Linked DNA regions of Mus musculus: regions 2 and 3 are each linked to region 1. A link is a contact called in public Hi-C and promoter capture Hi-C data. All regions are on one chromosome and are shown on one strand. The core of a region is the stretch at or near the end of the contact, and the rest is flanking DNA. Distances in the headings are between cores, read along the strand shown. Region 1 holds the start of Got2 (glutamatic-oxaloacetic transaminase 2, mitochondrial). Region 2 has its middle 17 kb from the start of Gins3. Region 3 holds the start of Ccdc113 (coiled-coil domain containing 113).

Region 1 (3,707 bases), core at 1,176-3,675:
TGTCAGGTTCTCTATGTCCCTCATTATCCCACGCCTTAAAACTGTGAAGATTATAGACCTGGGAGAGCTCTGCTATTTGTAAAGACATAGCATTAGTTGAAAACCAGAGTGCTCCGGGGGTAAACTGATAACCCATGGCCTACAAAATGATTCGTACAATGCCCTTTGGACAGAGACTTGCAGGGCCACAAACATTGAGCAACGGTGACCACTCAACCAAAAGATGCTAGGTACAAAGTATTCAGATAAGCATTACAAAGGCCTCATATTCCCAGAGGTTTAAGCAGCTTTTGAAACGTTTTCTTATTTACAGTCCCACTCTAGCACAGGCTGGCCTGGAACTTTTTTTTTTTTTTTTGTAGCTTAGGAGAATGGACTTTAACTCAAAGCAATTCCCCTGTCTCATGCCCCTAAATTTTTGGTTTCCAGGACCATGTGTAGATTTTGATCTAAAAATGAAAAAAAAAAATGCTGTATTTGTTTATAAAATGAGGGCTTGAAATAAAAATATACAAAGTGAAAGGCATTTCACGGGCCAGGCCTGTATCTCTGGCACAGTGCTTGCCTGGTATGCACTGAGGCCCTGGGTTCTATCCCTGGGGGAAGGGAGAAGGAAGCTGTAGTAACATTAGAAAGCTACAGGTAAAATGACTGCAGCTGTGTCCCAGGCAGGCCTGGTGTACATAGTAAGTTTCAGACTAGCCAGGGCTACGTAACCCCGACACAGAAGCAAGCAAGCGTTTAGATACAACTCAGAACTAAGTTGCCAAGGTCTCTGCTATCCCTTACCTTAAATTCTAACTGGGAAATGACAGAAAAGAAACAGCAGTCAGGCTCTCAGACTGAAATCACTAAGCAGTCACATCCAAGGGGAAACCGGGCCAAGCAGTTTAAGTGAAGGTCAGGTATTTCGGGTATATAGATATACATTACAAACAGGGATATTTCAAGGTTAAAATAACGGGAAAACTGATTTTCCTCCTACCCATACAAGTACCTCATTTTTGTTCTCCAAATTGCAGCATAAATAACTCTCCCCCGTTTCTCCTCCCCTTCAGGTGGGTAGGCGTAAAAGGGCACCCATTGGCATGGAGCCAAAAAAACGGGCTCTGGGAAGGACAGACTGTTCTACTACCTTGAAGATGCTTGAACACATTCAAAGGGAAGAAGGCAAGCATAAAAAGTTACGTAGGCTTCGCTCCCAGTTAGTATGTGCCCCGGGGAGGTGTCTGCCGTACTCCAGGAGACTGTCTCAAATCTGCTCTTCTGAGGCCCAAGGAAGAATCAGGAGTTACTAGTTCCCGTTTAGGCCTGGCACTTTCAGTACACCTTAGTTTAAGATGACTCATTTGTCTTTTTTTAAAAAAGGAAGTCAGTCCTCTTGTCTTGCTCACAGCTGCATCACCAGCAACTGGTCCAGTGCCTGGCTCGGAGAAACTGGGTTACGAAATATTTTAAGGAGCAAAGAGCCGACTGAAATGCAGGGAAAGATTGATGGCTTCCAGTCAACAGAATCTCCCAAGGGTTTAAAACAAAGAAAGTACATTACACTTCAACCCTTTTCCATCCAAAGGCCAGGCTGGTCTGTCAGGGGATAGGGGATCATCAGGCACTACTGTGGTGACACTGAAGGATGCACTACGCCAAGGTCATGGATGCACACCGGATCTGGACGCCCCCAGAACCTCCTTGCATGTGGTCACATTTCCCCCCGTCACGCACGCTGCTTCTACACAGCACTGGCAGATTTAACCCTCTGGACCCCGACAGCTGGACCTGTTGTCCCGCAGGGCAGCTGGTCAAGGACATGCGCGCCCCCCTGCACCACAGCCAATCAGCGACAGGCAGCTCCGGCACCATAGCCAATCGGCTAGAGGATGGCCCAGCGCCACCGCCCACGTGCTCACCCCTTGCCCCGCACCCCACTGTGCTGAGTCCACATCTGGGACCCCCCATCACCCGCTAGAATGGGATTCTGGGTGCAGTCGAGAACCACAATTCCCACCTCGGGGGCTACGCTGGCCCTCTGTCCGGAGATACAGGGGAGGGATGAGGGGTCCTGGGGTCACCCCGGGGCGCAGACACTGGACTCTAAGACTCGGGACAGTCAACCCTTGGGGACACACGAGGTGCGCACGTGTGTCCGATCGCGGGGTGGGGTGCAGGTTTCACAGGGTCCACAGTTCGGCTGGGCAGGGGCAGGCCCGCGGTGCCGCTGCATCTCTGTATCCCTCGGCTCACCTGGCTCTGGCAGAGGCTGCAGCAGCTAGGCCTGGGTGAAAGGCAGCAGCCATCCCGGAGAGGATGCGGCTGGAGTGCAGGAGGGCCATGGTGGGCGGTAAGACGGCAGTGGATGGTGGTAGAGCCGAGATCTGGGGAAGCGTCCGCTGGAACCGAGGCGCGGGCTCCTAAAAGGTGAGGACAGTGACTTCCCTGGGCGTGGCTAGAGCGGCCCTGCGCCTGGAGCGAATCATGTCGCAGCGGCCCCTTGCGGTCGGGGGTAGAACGACGACGCCTCCACGGAGGTCATGGAAACTCGCAAGGGCACTGCTAATCGCTGCCTATAAATCCTGTGAAGCTTGTATGTGAGGATGCGCAGTCCACAGTGCTCAGCGCTCTGCTTCCAGTTAATCATCCGCTACGCTAGAGGCAGCTGCCTAGCGTGCCAGTTTGAAAGAAGGAAAAAAATGTAAACTGACCCGAGGAAGTATTTTTTTTTTTTCCTAATGCTCCAGTGTGGTTTTCCTTTCAACCCACTAGTTTCCCCAAGTGCAAGTCTCTCAAGGTTCAGAATGCTTTCATGTCCCTGTTAGAGGACAACAGGCATATTTTGTGGGGCAGTTGTGAGTATTAACTTGTGAGATTAGCAGATTATGCCCTAAAAAAAAAAAAAAAAAAAAAAAAAAAAAAAAAAAAAAAGCCTGATTAGTCAATACAAAATTACCCAGGACCAACGACAAACTTTTGCACATCAAGTCTTCATAATTATGTTTGGAAGAAATGAATAAGCTTTTAAAGGCTGGGAGAATGAATTTGAGACAAGTCCACAAGTTGACCGAATTCACTCTGAACATGGGCCATTATTTCCCAGGGATGCCTTGCAGAAATCTGTATAGATTGCCAGTCTAATTTCTCCGGCCACTTCAGTTGTCTGTGTGATTGTTATCAAATCTGGGGGCCACAGCATGTGCTGCAAACCAGGCCCAGGTCACTGGTCCTCAAACAAAGTAAAATAGTGAAAAGCAGAAAAAGATTTACTTGCTGGGTGGTGGTGGTGCATGCCTTTAATCCCAGCACTTGGGAGGCAGAGGTAGGTGGATTTCAGAGTTCGAGGCCAGCCTGGTCTACACAGAGAAACCCTGTCTCGAAATTTTTTTTTTTTTTTTTTACTCAATGTGGCCACACTAGGAAGTTGGACAGAAAGATCCAGTTTTCCTTCGGGGTTCAAATGAGAGATTCCAACGTAAACAGATTCCCAGTCAGCTTGTGTTCCTGCCTGCCATTAACCCATCCTATAAGGTGATGGATCTGATAAGTTGCTAGAACTGTATAGACTCTCTGGGAGAAAGGTTGCCTCTCTGGCTGGGGCCTTTTCTTATTTCAGTATGAGATTCCTAGAGATATTGCCATTTCTTTGGGTTCCATTGTTTCAGTAGTCAAATTGATAGACACAGTGCCTCTTTAGGATATCTTCATTTCTTCCAGGG
Region 2 (3,800 bases), core at 483-2,982, 270 kb before region 1:
TGTGGTGTGTATGTGTGTGTGTGTGTGTGTGTGTGTCTGTGTGTGTGTGTGTCTGTCTTTACTTGGCTTTACCATAAATAGCTGGTTTGTATAGGGTGGATTAAAAAGCCAAAGTTGAAAGATTTCTCTTTTTTTTCTCATCTATGAAGTTGCTGTTTATTTAGTTAGTTAGCCTGTTCAACATACTCATGAAACAATATCCAATAATCAACCATAATATTATTTTGCTGAGTTGTTCTAATGAAAAATAATTTCTTAAATTTATTTTTTAAAGGTTTATTTATATGAGTGCTCTATCTGCATGGATGCCTGCACAGCAGAAGAGGGCATCAGATCCCATTACAGATGGTTGTAAGCCACAACATGGTTGCTGGGAATTGAACTCAGGACCTCTGAAAGAGCAGACAGTGCTCTTAACCATTGAGCCATCTCCCCAGTGCCCCCCCCAATAATTTCTTATCTCATTATAACAGGTTCTTTTTTTCATGGCAAACCTGAAACGGAAAGCACAGCTCTTTCCCACACACCCTCATCCTTACATACAAACAGTGCTTACTGAACTCTCAGGCACAGTAACCGGCTTCTTCCAGGCCATGATGATATTACATTAACACATCGTTGCTGCCTAGAGTCCACTGTTGTCAGTAAGATCCACTTGGATTCTATGCAACCCGTGGCTTCTAACAGCATCGTCCAACGTGGTTCCACTGCCCTGAACTCTGCTGTGCCCAGTCTCACTCACACTCCTCCCACCCATGGAAACTACTGATTTCTCTCTTTTTTTTTTCTCTTTTGTCCTCTCTACCTCAAATATCAGTTGGAAGTACCCAGTCCAGTGATCTGACCCAGGATTGGCTGTTTTTACTGCTGTGTCTTCTCCTGATCCCATAGCTAACTCTTCAGAGCATATACCATCATCACTTCTCCTGGGCTGTTGGTATTTGGGTATAAACTCAACAGGTATAGAGCTGCAGGTCACAGAATGGTGGAGACCCTGGTGACAGACAGGGCCACCAGGGATGGAGCATGAACTAGAAAGAGAAGGGAAGCAAAGACAACCTTTACCTCCACAGAAAGAGAAGGAAAAAAACTGGCTCAACGAGACTGGAAAGCATGAGAGAGACACACACAGGGGTCATGTACTCCCGTTACTCAGGAAAAAGGAATATCAAGAAAAACAGATTGGCAAATAGCATCAAAGACTGCAGAGAGATGCCAGGCGTGGTGGCGCACGCCTTTAATCCCACCACTCGGGAGGCAGAGGCAGGCAGATTTCTGAGTTCGAGGCCAGCCTGGTCTACAAAGTGAGCTCCAGGACAGCCAGGGCTATACAGAGAAACCCTGTCTCGAAAAAACCAAAACCAAAAAAAAAACCCTAAAGACAGCAGAGAAGACAGCCCCAGTCATATCTGGGAAGGCTGGATCCATCTGGATCCTGGGTAACATAGCAATATGGGGGGCTTGAGGCCAGAGGGTACGTTGCATCATTCAGACATGTCTGGGTGAAGCAGGAGGCTAGCACGGCCAGGGTGGGCTCTGCCTCTGAGCATCTCAGTCAAGGGGAAAGACAAGGGTAAGCAATGGTGAAGGTTGCATGGAGTCCCAGGGATAGTTCTGAACTCGTTGCTATAGAGAGATGAAAACATAAAGTTCAGAGTGTCCTCTTGAGTCTTCTGACATCAAGTCTGTCAGGTTAATGGAGCTTCCCCCAAGTGAGTCAGACCAAATGACATAGACCATATGCCATTGGCTCTTACGTACTGGGCCATGACTCAGAAATGCTGACAAAGAGCCACGTGGAGCTGTGGACGATCACCAAGAAGCACCTTTGCATGGTCTAACAGTGACTTAAGAGATTGCACAGGGTCACGCACAGCAGATGGAACAGCCTGAAGTATGGAAGTGACTTTTGTGTGGAACTTGGTGAACTTGCATCATTAAAATGCCTTGAGACTGTGACTGTGAACCGGTAGACGTGTAGATATTCCTTCCTTTGTGTTGAAACCAGGGGAGGGGAAGAGACAGTATTGGCTCAACTACACACATTCTATAGCTTATGAAACTGATTTTTAAAAGATGGCAGCGCATAGCGGTAAGAACAGAGACAAAGGGACTTTCAAGATGGCTCAGTGCATTAGAAAGCACTTGTCATGCAAGCTTGATGAGCCAAATTGGATCCACAGAATTTACTCGGTGGAAAGAGAAAGCAGAATCTCAAAACTTGTCCTCTGACCTCTACACATACTCGGTGGCATGTTCGACACATCACAACACACAAACACACAAACACACACACACACATTAACTTTTTAAAAAAGAGAGAGCCAATGGGGGTGTGCCTCAGAGGTAGAGCACTTGCCCAGTGTGCCTAAGTTCCTGGGCTTGATCCCCAGCATGAGGTGAGGGGACAGAGACAATGAGACAGAAGTAACTTGAATTTTATATCCTCTCCCAACCTCATAGGAGTTGGGGACTCTCTGGTGGGTCACTTATTCATAAACAGGAAACAGCATTGAGCACGGAGGTGACTAATGCAGGCCCAGTAAGGCTGTGAATATTGTGCTTGGCTCAGAGCGTGGAGGCCTGGGCTACACAGCAAGAAACAAACCAAGGCAAAACAAACAGAAGAAGGGGGCAAGTGATCCAGCCCTAAACTAAAAACCAACCGTTAACAGTTGCTCCCTGTACAAGAGGTCAGAAATACTCTTAAATGTTTTGGGATTTAGGAAATTAAATGCTTGCCTAAATTCTTTTGCATAGTTTTAAAAGCCTCCAATTCCTCAGAGCTGAAAGGCTTGTAAACCTTGCAAACACAACTGACATTCTAAGGTAGGTGATTCCTCCTTATGGCTGATACCGTCTTCAGCATCATCTTTCACCTCTGCCCACTAGTGTCTGCAACTGCTACCTACTCCCTCCTGTTTGGCAATCAAAGAACACTTGTGCAGATTTCACAAGCCCCTCCCTGGGGAACCAGCTGGTAGGGTGGGTGATTTCCCAAGTTTTGTTTAGTTAATTGGCAAGTCTCTTTTCTTTCTGTTTTTGTTTTTGTTTTAAGACAGCTCTTGTAGCCCAGGGTGGCCTTGAACTCACAATATAGCTAACCCTAGTCTCAAACTCTTTATTCTCCTGGCCAGACCTCCCAAGTGCTAGGAGTTCCAAGTGTGTGCTGCCATGCCTGGTTTTAGGTTTGCTTTTTATACTATACATAGAATCCAATTTTATCAAGAAATTTTGGCTACAAAAAGGTTTTTCAAACGTTCAAGTGGCTTTGTGAAGTCGGGGCAGGGGAAGATCTGCAAAGTAGCTCCAATAAGAGAAGAATATCCCAAGAACACAATCTCTACACAATCCAGAAATTTCTGAATCATCAGAGCCTGGGACAGTGTACCACCTCAGCCCGCCTCAACCCAGATCTGTTTTTGTTTCTCCATGCCTGTGTCCAGTTTCAGCTGCATCTGTACTTGGTATCAATTCGTGCAGATATTCAAGAGAAACTTGACTGGTCCAGCGTATTGTCACAAACCACTCTTAGGGGTCATCTTCTGCTTGGAATAAGGATGGACCATCCAATCTCTGTATCCAGAGCTGGAGTGGAGATGGGGGTCCCTTGCTTTAGAACAACAAGAGCAGCACACTGGAACTCAGATGTGTGGGACTGCACTATGAGAGGCAGGATCTGAGCCCCCTCCAAGTACATTTGTATGATGGAAGGGCAGGGAGAAAAAAAACACATGGGTGCAAGGCATGAGTGACCAATTGTCCCATTAGGCCCCTCTGGGTTTGCTTGTTTTTAATTA
Region 3 (3,820 bases), core at 418-2,917, 350 kb before region 1:
AGGTGTGTCTTTATAGAAACGCCTTTATAAAGGGCACGTGACCAAGAGGGTGGGTCCTATAACTAAAAGCCCTAGAATTGGGCTGGGGGAATGGCTTAGTGGTTAATAACACTTGCTGTTCTTCCAGAGGTCCCAGGTTCAATTCCTAGCACCCATAGTGCAGCTCACAACTGTCTGTAACTCACCTTCCACGGGATCCAACATGCTCACACAGGCAATCATTGAGACAAAACACCACTGCACATGAAGTAAAAATAAAGAAAATAAAGAAAAAGCCTAGAATCTACTGCGGTCTCTGACTTCTAGTCTCGAGAGGGCAGAGTCTGGGATAATCATTCTGGGGAATTTGGAGGAGGTCTGCCTCTATAGCAAAAGTGTGTGGGGGGTCTGCCTCTATAGCAAAAGGGGTGAGGTCTGCCTCCACAGACCGCAAAAAGATCACCAGGTCATTAACAAGATCCACTCTCAGCTTTCTGGATGGAATGCAGGTGTTTTTGTCTCCTCCATTAAGGATACTCTCCTGCCTGATTAACATTCCTGGTTCTCTTCTCTGTGAGTACAAGGACCTCCGTGGCCCCAGCACTAACCAATGCTGGGATCCCATGATGGTACGCACACTCAGCTTGGTTGTGTGCACATGTTATCTTAACCACCTTTAAGTGTACCCAAAAGTGCTGTTGCTGTCGCTATCCCAGCCTGTAACTTGTTTGGGTTTCTGATATCTCATTAAAGGGCCCAAATTGGGCTGGTGAGATGGCTCAGTGGTTAAGAGCACCGACTGCTCTTCCAAAGGTCCTGAGTTCAAATCCCAGCAACCACGTGGTGGCTCACAACCATCCTTAACAAAATCTGATGCCCTCTTCTGGAGTGTCTGAATGTACTTACATATAATAAATAAATAAATAAATAAATAAAACTTTTTTAAAAAAGGGCCCAAATTGCCCCACATTACCCCAAAACACTAAAGACACACGACACCTTTAGGAACTTGTCTTGATACCTATTTTAAAAACTTAGTCAGGGGCTGGTGAGATGGCTCAGACTGCTCTTCCGAAGGTCAGGAGTTCAAATCCTAGCAACCACATGGTGGCTCACAACCATCCGATCACGAGATCTGACTCCCTCTTCTGGAGTGTCTGAAGACAGCTACAGTGTACTTACATATAATAAATAAATAAATAAATAAATAAAATCTTAAAAAAAAACTAGTCAGTTTCTCTTTCTCTTCGAGTAATGCAGTTCGAGTTGCAGTAAATGAAATGCAGTAAATGAAAAAACTGCAGCTTCCGTGTGAGGCAATGACCACAGATTAGAATCCTCACTACACCACGGGGCAGAGACTTATGCGAGTCGCTGCTAGCTTTCTGGACCTACGGTTTCTGGCTAGGAGGATGAATAGTTTTTTTTTTTTAACAGGGTCCATGCAAAGATTTGCGTGAAATAAGCTTAACATGATGCCAAGGACCGAGAAGACATTGGGCAAACCGGAGCTGTTGTTGTGACTTCCAACTGAAGAGCGATTCTCAGAACAGTGAGATGGATTAGGCATCTGAGTAGGCAGGCAGGCAAGCAGGCAGCTTTGCTCGATCTCCACCGCGAGGTGCAAGGGAGGGGCCGCATCACCCAAAGCCCCACCCCTATAAACAGCGTTCAGTTGTCTAGGCAACGCGCCTCAGGGTCGCGGCCGAAGTGAAGCGGGACAGCTTACTGAAGGCTCTCAAAGCACCCTAGGCTGAGTGATGTCTGAGGAAGACTCGGACAGCGTGATCACTGACTCCCAGGCGGAGGAGGAAGGCGAGCTGCCAGTCATCCAACTGTGCGGGCTGGTAGAGGAGCTCAGGTACTGGCACCGTGAGGGCGCCATGAGTCTCTGAGGCCTGGGCTGTAGTTTGCAGACTACTCATATCTACGCAGAGCCCCGCGGGCACACATCGCATTACAGTGGAGAAAGAACTTGTGTTTGCCTAGTTAGCTTTGCTGCTTGCCTGCTCCTGAACTGACAAGCCACTGATGGAACCCGGACAGGGTGGAGGGGCAAGGGAGCCGTTGGCCTTGAAAAGATCAGACAGGATTTAGTGAAGCTAGCGCTTTGGCTTGGTGTCTTCCTGGTGCTGGGAAGCCGCCTTCGAAGTCTATATCAGGTAGCCTCCTAAGCCGGTTTCCAAAGTTAGTATTAAGATAAACATTAACATGGCGGCGGAGTGAAAACTAAGCTATTGAAATGATTTGCTTGGGGCCTTGTGGGCTGAATAAGGATTTAGGCGTGGAGATGGACTGAGGAATGATTGGCTCAGGGCTTTGTATTTTCCACAGTCTGTTTTCCATCTTCCACAGTGGGTTATCTGGATATGAGGATTCCATAATGTAGATGAGAGTCAGTGTACAATGTATTGATATTATACAGTATTCTGTTTCCAGCGGCCAGAAGAGGTGTTGGTTCCATACATCTGTAAATAGTTCATACCAGAGTGGAGGGATTATTACTAATTACCATTGTGAGTGTCTGTCATATACCATGATCTTGTATGTGAAACAGCCATCCCCAGAGGTACATGTTTTGTGAAGTTTCCTTGTGAGTGTCTATAACTGCCAGTCTTGTATATCGGCCGGCCATCTTAAGAGAGAAACGCATTCTGAAGTTTTCTTCCTTAAGATCCTGCATCAGAGATTCAGACCCGGGCCCATGGAAGGCTCCACCGAGAATACAATATGTGCTGAAAAGACAAGACGTAATGGCTTTCCTGTTTTCTATTTGGCTTCTGTACTAATCTCATAATTTAGGAATTAGTTTAACAGTATGTGTAGGTCTCAATGTCACCCTCTTTCGTACATATGTATGTGAGTATGTGCATGCAGTGAAAGGGGAAAGTTTTGGAACTGGAGATATAGCTTTAGCCCCTGCCTAGTATTCACAGGGCTATGGGTTCAATCCCAGTACCCACCTCCCCCTCCACAACACACATTAAAGTTGGGCATGGTGGCTCGCACCTTTAGTGCCAGCGCCAGTGAGGTAGGTGGAGTTTTGTGAATTCAAAGTCAGCCTTGGTATACTATGACCAAAGCAACTTAAAGAAGAAAGCATTTAATTTAGGGACTTACTGAGCCAGAGGGTTAGAGTTCATGATGATGATGGTGGGAAGAATGGCAGTAGACAGGCAGACATGGAGCTGAGAGCATTCATCTGACACACAAGTACAAGGCAGAGAGCAAGTGGTGACTATGAATGGCCTAGGCTTTTGAAACCTCAACGCCCACCCCCCAATGACACACCTCTTCCAACAGCGTCACACCTCCCAATCCTTCCCAAACAGTTCCACTAGCTGGAGACTAACCATTCAAATACGTGAGCGTAAGGGGGTCATCTCATTCAAATCATCACACCCTGCCTCTAAACAAACAAACAAACAAACAAACATAAAAGGCAAGATATATATATATATATATATATATATATATATGAGAAGTAGTTACAAAGTCCATAATCTTGGCATATACAAGACAAGCTAGATATGTTATCTCTGCTTGTTTAAAAACCACTGCTCAAATATGTCTTCCGTTTATGATAAACATGCAATGGAATTTCTAGACTGGAGGCTGGTGGTAAAAGAACAGAGAACCACAAGGCAAGGGAAGTATCTAGAGATGGTCGGTGGGTGTGGATAGCCTCAAGAGTGTGGCCATTCAGAAGAACCTTTACAAATGAGTTAGATGACATCTGAAGATGACAGCAACTGTCATCAGTAGAACAGCAGCACTCTGAATCTTGTGGCTTCTTAGACTCAATAGCCAAGAGATCTAAGATACTCTAGCAGAACTACGT

What was found. Promoter capture Hi-C pulls out the DNA fragments that hold promoters and counts their contacts. Hi-C and Micro-C count contacts between places; a contact is called where the count stands out from the background.
Region 2: a Hi-C map of pancreatic cancer cells shows a contact between it and region 1, with 2.9 times the contacts expected there. The contact joins the enhancer-like site here to the promoter of Got2 in region 1. A contact is called at or near these places in 22 of 39 promoter capture datasets (the 3T3-L1 cell line, 3T3-L1-derived adipocytes, the C10 cell line and 13 more), 1 of 15 datasets of contacts at CTCF or cohesin (embryonic stem cells), 26 of 484 Hi-C or Micro-C datasets (the C2C12 cell line, the CH12 cell line, the G1E-ER4 cell line and 14 more), 11 of 115 datasets of contacts at active chromatin or transcription factors (the SCID.adh cell line, bone marrow-derived dendritic cells, embryonic basal ganglia and 4 more) and 1 of 9 other capture datasets (embryonic stem cells).
Region 3: a promoter capture Hi-C map of embryonic stem cells shows a contact between it and region 1, with 2.9 times the contacts expected there. The contact joins the promoter of Ccdc113 here to the promoter of Got2 in region 1. A contact is called at or near these places in 7 of 39 promoter capture datasets (cranial neural crest, embryonic stem cells, frontonasal cranial neural crest and 3 more), 1 of 484 Hi-C or Micro-C datasets (embryonic stem cells) and 3 of 115 datasets of contacts at active chromatin or transcription factors (embryonic stem cells and large pre-B cells).

What each region holds. Positions count from the first base shown.
Region 1 is chr8:95,885,976-95,889,682 of GRCm38.p6, forward strand. Got2 (glutamatic-oxaloacetic transaminase 2, mitochondrial) reads right to left here and starts at 2,426. Exons shown (of 10, transcript NM_010325.3): 1 at 2,242-2,426. The coding sequence starts at 2,330.
Region 2 is chr8:95,614,794-95,618,593 of GRCm38.p6, forward strand. No RefSeq gene overlaps it. Among named protein-coding and RNA genes, the nearest start is that of Gins3, 17 kb to the right of the region's middle. Within about 2 kb of position 1,733, at least 22 of the 459 cell types and tissues checked have an H3K27ac peak or open chromatin away from gene starts, as enhancers often do. A contact at or near this core is called in the C2C12 cell line and pancreatic cancer cells, where this site is marked.
Region 3 is chr8:95,532,433-95,536,252 of GRCm38.p6, forward strand. Ccdc113 (coiled-coil domain containing 113) reads left to right here and starts at 1,668. Exons shown (of 9, transcript NM_172914.2): 1 at 1,668-1,840. The coding sequence starts at 1,740.